Regions from separate parts of the Mus musculus genome. Here region 2 is linked to region 1. A link is a contact called in public promoter capture Hi-C data. All regions are on one chromosome and are shown on one strand. The core of a region is the stretch at or near the end of the contact, and the rest is flanking DNA. Distances in the headings are between cores, read along the strand shown. Region 1 overlaps Gm32525 (a long non-coding RNA gene). Region 2 holds the start of H3c11 (H3 clustered histone 11).

Evidence for each region. Promoter capture Hi-C pulls out the DNA fragments that hold promoters and counts their contacts.
Region 2: a promoter capture Hi-C map of second pharyngeal arch cranial neural crest shows a contact between it and region 1. The contact joins the promoter of H3c11 here to the enhancer-like site in region 1. A contact is called at or near these places in 4 of 39 promoter capture datasets (cranial neural crest, embryonic stem cells and second pharyngeal arch cranial neural crest) and 4 of 115 datasets of contacts at active chromatin or transcription factors (embryonic stem cells, large pre-B cells and memory CD8 T cells).

What each region holds. Positions count from the first base shown.
Region 1 is chr13:21,235,265-21,239,862 of GRCm38.p6, forward strand. Gm32525 (a long non-coding RNA gene) reads right to left here. Exons shown (of 5, transcript XR_003950579.1): 2 at 1-45. Among named protein-coding and RNA genes, the nearest start is that of n-TAtgc11, 3.4 kb to the right of the region's middle. Within about 2 kb of position 2,062, at least 6 of the 459 cell types and tissues checked have an H3K27ac peak or open chromatin away from gene starts, as enhancers often do. A contact at or near this core is called in second pharyngeal arch cranial neural crest, where this site is marked.
Region 2 is chr13:21,780,690-21,785,287 of GRCm38.p6, forward strand. H3c11 (H3 clustered histone 11) reads right to left here and starts at 2,708. Exons shown (of 1, transcript NM_178207.2): 1 at 2,226-2,708. The coding sequence starts at 2,681. The coding sequence ends at 2,271.

The sequences.
Region 1 (4,598 bases), core at 812-3,311:
TGTTTCCAAAGTTGAGTTTCACAGCATCTCTTGCCACCACTGTGCCTGGAGAAAATGATTAGCAAGTTCCAGCCATGGGGACTGCACCAGTTTGCGTAGTGAAAGGAATATGATCAATATAGGAGGGAAAAGGCCCTGGTTACTGTCATTGTTTCTCTGTCTCCTGTTAGGGCTCTACATACATGGAATAGATTTCATGGGGCACATTTACCTCTGACATTTAAGGAAGAAGAAAAGAAGGGACAAAGTCCTAGACCATGTAAAGAGTTTGGGTATCTTTAAAAAATCCAGTTATGTTATGTCAATGGGTTTTTGTTTTAATCCCAGGTGTGGGATAAGAGGCTGCTTCAAAGCAGGTGATTATGATCTGTCTCATGCTCTAGTAGGGGCATAATTGTTGCTAGGTGGAAACAGTTTACATTTGGAATTCTGGGGACTGTGGAGAGGGGATAAATGCCAGAGAGGGACCTTGGCGATTCAAGAAGGCTGCTCCTCCTCCTCTTGTTGTAGTCTGCCAAATGGTTGTGAACAAAGAGACAAGAAGTTGGAGATATCCTGACATGAAGATTGGACTTGCCTCAAGGAACTCCAATGACTCTAATTAGCAGGAAGTAGTCTAAAGAGGTCTACACCCACTTTTTCCTCTAACTTTCCTCTTCTACCTAGTGTTGGGAGGTTGGAAGGAATTAGGGTAGAATAAGGCATGGAAGGGTGGTAGGTATAAGAACCCAATAAAATAGATTTAAAAATAGGGCCCACAGGTCTGCCTGAGGATAATACATACCATTGTGCCCAACTGAATTTTGATCCCAATGAGACACAGTTACCCAGTTCTGTTTATTTTAAGACTATCCTTCAACAGCCTCATCTTTTTTGTTTTGCTTTTTCCAGGAGAAATGAGAGGTTGAGAAGTTTTTGTAATTTCAGTTAACAGTTTGTTTGTGGTACTCAGACCCTCTAGGTACCACTAAGCCCCACTCTAGCTCAAGCCTTAGACAGTCTTGAAAGGAAAGGGTTATGGCTGTGTGAGGCCTACTGCTTCCCTGTGAGGGGTGGAAGTTGTGTGGATGTAAATGTCCTTAAGGCTATCCTAACATTCAAAATGCTGTGCTGTATTCTTTTTCAAAGGCATTTCCAATATTACCCATCCCAATTCAAGCTCTACTGACTAAAGTCTCCCACGGTGCCTGGTTCCATGATCTGAAGTCACAAGTGCCTCCTTACACCCAGTGATAAGAAGAAATTAAGCCAGGAATGGGGGCCCAAAGACTACAACAAGATGGTTCTGGAAGGACCTTGAATACTACCTTTGAGATGGGTTGGGCGATGCCCAGGGCCTGAGTGCAGGCTCCTGAATGTCCCACACAGAAACACTCAGTTCCCTGACTGGTTTTCATTTCCTGTACACAAACACATGATACAAAATGTTTATTTTAAACCTACACAATTTGGACCTTGTAGTGGTTAGGTTTTTTTAAGTTGACAGAAAAGCGACTTGGGAAGCAGGAACTCTCAGTTGAGGAATTGCCTCTATCAGACTGGCTGTAGGCAAGTCGCTGGGGGCACTTTCTTGATTAATGATTGATGTGGGAGGGCCCAGTCCATTGTCTGCAGTGCCAGCCCTGGGCAAAAGGTCCTGGGTTATATAATAAAATAAGCTGAAGCTGGGCAGTGATGGCACATGACTTTAATCCCAGCACTAGGGAAGCAGAGCCAAGTGAACTCTGAGTTTAAGGCCAGTCTGGTCTGTCTATAGAGGGATTCCAGGCCAGCCAGGACTACACAGAGAAATCCTGTCTCTAAAAAAACCAAACCAAACCAAAGCAAAACAAAACAGTAAGTGGAGTAAGCCAGTAACTGGTTTCTACATAGCTTCTGCTTGAGTTCCTGCCCTTGCTTTCTGTTATGATGGAGTCTAACTTCTAATATGTCTTAAACCCTGTTTCCCTAAATTGCTTTTGGTCATAGTTTTATCACAGCAACAAAACTGCGGCAGACTCTGAGCCACAGAACCTCTTAGGCGGATGTCAGAGTAGATGATGTACACACACACAGTCTCTTAGTTTCCCAGCCGGAGGGATTGTAGCTAACGTGACCACATCTGGAATCAACTAAATGCCAACCGTCTGAGCACATCCGGGGGAGACTTTCTTGATGAGATTATTTGAGATAGGAAAATACACTCTAAATCTGAGCTTCTCCTGGTGACACCTCACAGAAAAGGACAGGAAAGATGAGAGCTTTTGCTTTTTGTTTGTTTGTCTTCACACTTGCTGGCAAGTTCATCTGCTCTGTGGCTGAAGCCTTTCTGTCCTTCTCTGCACACCCCCTTCCCCACCCCGCCCTGCCCTCATAGCTCTGCTCCGGTCTGGTCTATCTGCCTGTCTACCTGTCCACTTGTCTGCCACTGCCCTTTCCCCAGGATCTCATTCTCCTCCCTTCCCTCTTTATATCAGACCTGTTGCATGGCATAATTTCTCAGAGGCACACATTAGCATGGACCCACCAGGCATCCCCTTACCGAGTTATATTTCACAGCAGTAAAATCCAGTGATTCCATCCAGAGGATACTGGGAAATCCCCTAGGAGCTGTGGAAACCAGGGGTTTCTGAATCAAACAAGAAAATGCTTCCTTATGTGTGTTCTCAAGGTCTCAGCCACCCCACCCCACCCCACCCAGCAAGAAAGATGAACTGTGACTCCGTTGTAAGGAGGAGCTTCTTGACATCTTGGGGTGAAACTGTGCGTCTGGTGATGTGCTCCTGTAAACAACCATTCCTGTTTCAACCCAGAGTCTGGCACCAGCTTGAGTGACTGTCAACACAGCCAGTACAAACGCAAGGGGACTGGCCGACAACAATAACAACAGAAAAATAGCCACGGGGATCTGCTGCTCTTGGGGTTTTGTTTTGTTTTCGATTAGAAGCAGGGACTGTATCCGCCTTCCAAGCTCAGCTCCTTCATTTCTTTCTGCCATGTCCCTGGAAGGTAAACACGAGTTGGGGGATAAGGCCTAGAGTCAGAACATTTGCCTAGCCATGTGAGAACTTGGGTGTAAATTAATATTTATACCAATAAGGACACGACACCAGAGATGTAAATTGAGGTAAAACCCTGCTAGCTCACCGAGATAACTTTATTTTCTTAACTATATACAAAGTATCTATTTACAAGCCCGATCCTACAACTAAACTACTAGCTCTTTAGAAGTCTCTATGTGTCATTCTACTGAGCTAGTCTGCCTTTCTCTTGAGTGCCTCCAAACCCAAGAGGGCCCCTTGGTTCTCTTTCCTAGAATACTGTGTAACCTGTGCCTTGCAGCTGCAGCTGCTTCTCTGTTTTCCTGCAAGTCCAAAGAGAAAATCCCTATCTGTTGTTAGGAGCTCCTTCTGTGAGACCCCGACTTAGAGCATTTCTCCCTAGAAGGTAAAGCCCCTGGTCATTCCCCAAGCTTGTTTCCCTGATCTCTAAAAATACAGCTAGAAAGAAGCTCTTTGTTCTCTATAGCCAGCAAAAAGCCTTTTGGTTTCTGAGCCTTACAGCCAGAGATGCGATAATTGTAATTTTACCAAGGACATCCAGGCAGAGAAGAACACTCCTCCCAACTCTTCCCAACTCCTCCCAACTCTCCTCCCAACTCCTCCCAATTCCTTAGCTAGCTGTTAAAAGCCCCCCTACTGTTGCAACTTGGAGTCCAACTTCCCTGCCCTGCACTGCAGAAGGACTTCGTCCTCAGCTAGCTGATAATAAAACCTCTTGCAGTTTGCATCAGGTGTGGTTTTCTCTCAAGTCATTGGGGTGCTGGGCAGCTCATCCCAGGACTTGAGCGGAGGCCCAACTTCGGGGGGTCTTACACTTTCACAAAGGCTCTTCCAAGCCAAAAACCAGAGCTCTATCAAAGGTCCTTTGCTTGTAAAAGAAGTCTTTAGCTCTGTCCCTACACCCTTGGCAGGCTGAATCATGCCACTGTTATTGTGGTGAGGCGGGTGCCCAGTCAGTAGGGCCTCACCATTTCACTTTTTTTTTTTTAATCAAAGAGTAGTTGTGTGTGTGTTTTTTTTAAAAATAAAAACAGAAACTCTAAGTACCGATATGTACATTGTACACATTTAAATGACTCACAAGAATGAAGTTTTGCTTTTCTTATATAGTAAGATCATACTATCAAAAGATGTTCAAGAATTCTGCCTCCAAACCACATACATGACTGCCATTTTAAACTGACCAAATTTCAAACCCTTTAACTTTTATGGTGGGCTAGGTCTAGGCCAAAGTCAGCTCTAGCTGACTTTGCCTCAGGTTATAGAGCAAAGACAACAAGACCTCTACCAAGCAATTTGCCTTAAAATAGGCAGGAACTCTCCATTCTTTATCATTCTACTCTATGGAGGCTCTTAGAGGCACACCGAACTGTATCTCTTCAGGACATAACTAGCTAAGGGCATCTGACAACCTCAGTATCTTTTTAAGCTTTTACATGTTGCTGACAATTAGGTTTTCTATGTACAATAATCAAAAATCCTGAAACACTTGAGTTCCATCACCAACACCTGTGGAAGGAACTTAGCGAATTAACTTCAAATGTAAACACATTCTCA
Region 2 (4,598 bases), core at 1,458-3,957, 550 kb after region 1:
ATCCACCGCCCTCTGCCCGCGGCGACTCAAGGTTACAATCCCAAATTGTGTTTGTTAGTCCCCAAATTTTTACTTACTGCCGAAAATAATAACACAGAAATTGGCAGTTTGGAGTTCCAAGGGAGAACAGCCTTCGGTTTCACGTACCTGTGTGTGCTTTTTTGAATCACGCGCAACTGACTAAAAATATTTTTAAAAATCCTTCCAGTGTTTACAAAAAAATCCACCAAGCAGAGCGCATCGTGAGAGTTACTTGCATATTTCTGTTAACTTTTACGAAGTATGCAAGGAACATTACTTAAGAGAATTTGTACAAAGATGCCGCCTTTAATTTGTGCAAGAGTAGAACTAATAGTTCTTTTGGTTTGTGCAAAAACGTTGTTTGTGTCTGTAGCAAATAACACAGGCTAGAGTGCCTGGTTGGCTCCAGACTAAAATTAACCACTTTAGATATTTCTCTTTAAAAATGGTTCAAGCTCCTAGTACTTCGCATGCATTGATATCTTTAATGGAGAACGCAATATTTCCAGTGTGATAGCGACTTCTTTGAAGTAAGGAGATTAGAAATCATTATATTTAGGAGCTGCTGGTGTAGCAGTTACCACTTGCTGCTCTTGGGGTTTGGGTTTAGTTCCCAGCACCCACAGGACAGTTTGCAACTGTCTATACCTCCTGTTCCAGGGGATCTCGGACCTTCTGCAAGACTGGCCCAGTACCAAGCATACAAGTGATGCACATACATACAGGTAGGCAAACCCTCATTCACAGAAAGGTTTAAAACATATACTTAAAAAGGAATTGCTAAATTCAGATGACAATGGCCTTATTTCTAAGTAAAAATAAATTAGATATGGTTCTGAGAAACGGGCTTTCACCATTTCCTAGGGATATTTGTAGACAGAAAATACATTAAAAAATATTTTACATTAGAAAAATTCTAAAACTTTCAAAAAATTTTCAGGGAGATCCCACTGCTCTCAAATGAGATGGCCAGTGAGATTTTGAAAGTATTTAGCAAACAGCACAGCCACACTCTTAAGTAAATAGCCAATAACAATATTGATATTTTTGCGTGTTTAGATGGCAAGCAGGCCAATATTCTAGAATACTATTGGGTGACCTATACTTATACAAATTCAAAGATTTGGAGAAGCTGGCACACATCTTTAATCCAGGAATTTGGGAGGCAGAGGCAGGTGGAACTCTGAGCTCAAGACCAGTCTGAAGTCTATAAATCTAGTTCCAGGACACCTAGGCTTACACAGAGAAACCTTGTCTTCAAAAACCAAAAAAGGAAATAAAGGAAGAAAGAAAGAAAAAAGAAAAATTAAAGTTTACTATAGTAGAAATAGAAGTCAGTTTTGCTTTGGGTGAGGAAAGATGTACAAGATTTGTACTAGTTTAATAAAGGGCATTAATAAATCACAAATAATTTTATTACTTTGTTTTCCAAAGAAACACAGTCTGGGGTTTTGCTTTGTTTTGTTTTGGACAATAGCAATCTTTCTTAAGCATAATTTATTGGGGCACACCTATAATCCTATCGATTATAACTGAAGCAAGATTAGGATTACAAGGTTTTCCGTGCTACATATTCAAGCAAGTCCAACGTTGAGCACTGGGCTACTTTTGAGTCCTTATCTATAAATAAATAAAATAAAGGAGGCTGTCTTAACAGTACAGAGGCTGGCAAGGCTGCTAAAGAATCCAACATATTTGTTACACATACTCTGGGAATGGTGTACAAAACCGGCAAGCCATATATGGTTAAAAGAAAACCACGTACGTCAGACATATTGACTCAAACTTGTCACAGCATGAAGCTAATTACAAAGGGCCAATGTTAGCACTTAAAAGGGTTCAAGATTGCCAAATTCCAAACCTTGCCCCCCCCCCCAAATAAACACACTAATCAAGTAATGTTCCTTATGAAAGCAATTTGCAGACTTAGGGAACACGCCTGGGGATTTTGCATTAACCAGTAGCACTATATAGTATCCAGAAAGCATGAATCTACAGATTTGCTGTAGGAGCTAACTTCCACACATTTTAGTTGACTGCCACCTTGAAGTCAGGTTGTTTCAAAGGCACATGCCTCTAGATTGTAAACTAACCTCACCTATATTTGAACACCTTAGGAGGATGTAGCACATATGCTCAGATACTGGAAAACATGATAGATGTTGGACCTGAGGTAGGTAAACAGCCGCTTTTTGGTGACAAAGGAGGGGGCTCTGAAAAGAGCCTTTTGTTATTAACAGGTAGGGGAATTACGCCCTCTCCCCGCGAATGCGACGGGCCAGCTGGATGTCCTTGGGCATGATGGTGACACGCTTGGCGTGGATGGCGCACAGGTTGGTGTCCTCAAACAGACCCACGAGGTAGGCCTCACAGGCCTCCTGCAGAGCCATGACAGCCGAGCTCTGGAAGCGCAGGTCGGTCTTGAAGTCCTGCGCGATCTCGCGCACCAGGCGCTGGAACGGCAGCTTGCGGATCAGCAGCTCGGTCGACTTCTGGTAGCGCCGGATCTCGCGCAGCGCCACGGTGCCGGGACGGTAGCGGTGAGGCTTCTTCACGCCGCCGGTGGCCGGGGCGCTCTTGCGGGCGGCCTTGGTGGCCAGCTGCTTGCGCGGGGCCTTGCCGCCGGTGGACTTGCGAGCGGTCTGCTTAGTACGAGCCATCTCAGTACACTAGAAAGTGAATAAAGTGGTGTTGAGATGGAAAAGCCCAAGTATATATATAACAAGCCACCCTTTTGGATTGGACAGTAAACTGCTGACATCATAGTTCCAGACAGGGGATTGGTCCGCGTTTAAACCGAGTAAGGAAAGGAAAAACGTTGCCTACATTTTATATTTAACGTACAAATTTCATCTTTTTACATAACAATTACTCTAGCAACTCCCAGAATTTATCATCTCGAGATAATGTTGGCTTTGGAGGTCAAAAGACCTCTTCGCTATTTATTTAAACAAGAGCACCGTTATTTGGGGGCAGAAATTTAATGGAAAGAAATCTGAAAGGAAAATTAACAAAAAAAAAAAAAAAAAAAAAGTTATTCCTGGAGTCATGAGCACTTCTTACACTTGATTTCGCTCAAAAACTGCTTGCAACACTTTTATGACCGGAAACTTTTAGAAGTTGCAATTGATACTGCCTTTCAGCGGTTGCGATTTTGGCGCGAAAAAAATTCAAAATCAGTGTATCTGCAACTTACTAGGGCTTTGAGATCCAGAAGGCTTTGAGATTCTGTTACTCTTCTACAGCAACACTGTAGGGGACAGGGGCATTCCCAGGTTGGCATTCATTATTTACAAGTTACAAAGTTACACCATTCAAGGTTAAAAGCGAACGCTGGGAATTCACAGATAGCAGCCCCACCCCACCGCCCAACACACACACACTATGTATACAGCTCTAGGAGACTAAGGCAGCCTTTGGAGTAACTCAGCAAGGGGTGATCTGATGATCCTGCTGAGCCAGGAAGACGATGGCAGGCTTGGTGATATTCAGCACATGACTTTTCGGGAGTGCTTGGTGCCGTTTTTTTTACCCAGGCCCTTTCCCCCACTTAATGTGGTCAAATTTGCCAGAAACAAAAGCAATAAGATCAGACAGTAAGCATGTTGTTTTATGAACAGGCTTTTTGCCTAATTGGGAATATCAGGCACAAGCAATATTTACTTGCTGTTTACCAGAGAACCTTACCAAGATTATCAGGAAAAAAGAACTGCTGAAGACGCTCATTTGAAAATAGCTCTATCCACCCCACATTCGGAGCTACCCACAGGTCATCCTTTACGAGTCAGGCGCCTAACCTGCCTTCACTCACAGCGTAGTCTTTGTGCTTGGTTGATGTACTCAGAGCCTAAGAGGGCTGAAGACAAATGTTTCTGACAATGTCAGATGTGCAAAGTGCTTTCTTTATAACAAAAGCTAAACAGCCTGCGAATTAGAATGGTAAAGGTGTATCAGTGTAGTTGAAGCTTAGATGTGCCCCTGAGCTCCCACACTTTGCCAAAATGGGTTGGTTTTTTTTTTCCATATGTAATTATTTGGGAAGGAGAGATTCAAACTCCATCTTTGTGCTGCTTCCCCCTGTGCTTTTCTCAGACTTGCCACATATCTGCTGAAAAGTGATTCCTGTTTTCTTCATTCCAAAATCATTCAAGAATCAGAGTTGTTGCTCCATTATTATTATTATTATTATTATTATTATTATTATTATTTGCAGAGGGAGGAGATAAAAAAAAAACTGGCTCCTGTCCTCTTTCTCTACCCATGGAAAACAACTGCACCCAGACATTCTCTCCATTACATTTACAAAAAAGAGGCACAATGCAGAGGCCAAAGATGACTTTATTGCTAGAAAACCCATTTTAAAGGCAACGGTGTTGCTTGGTTCTTGAGATTCTAGCTGTTTGGAAAGAATTACCAAACACCTTATACTATCTTCTAGAGCAAATGAGTTTTCTCCCATTCTTCTCTTGCAATGTCAGTGATATTTACCTTTAAAATGTGTCAACATTTTTGTTACTCTTGGAAGTAATGCCACCTTTAATTTTAATAGTTTTTGTAAGTATATTGTGAAGTGTCCA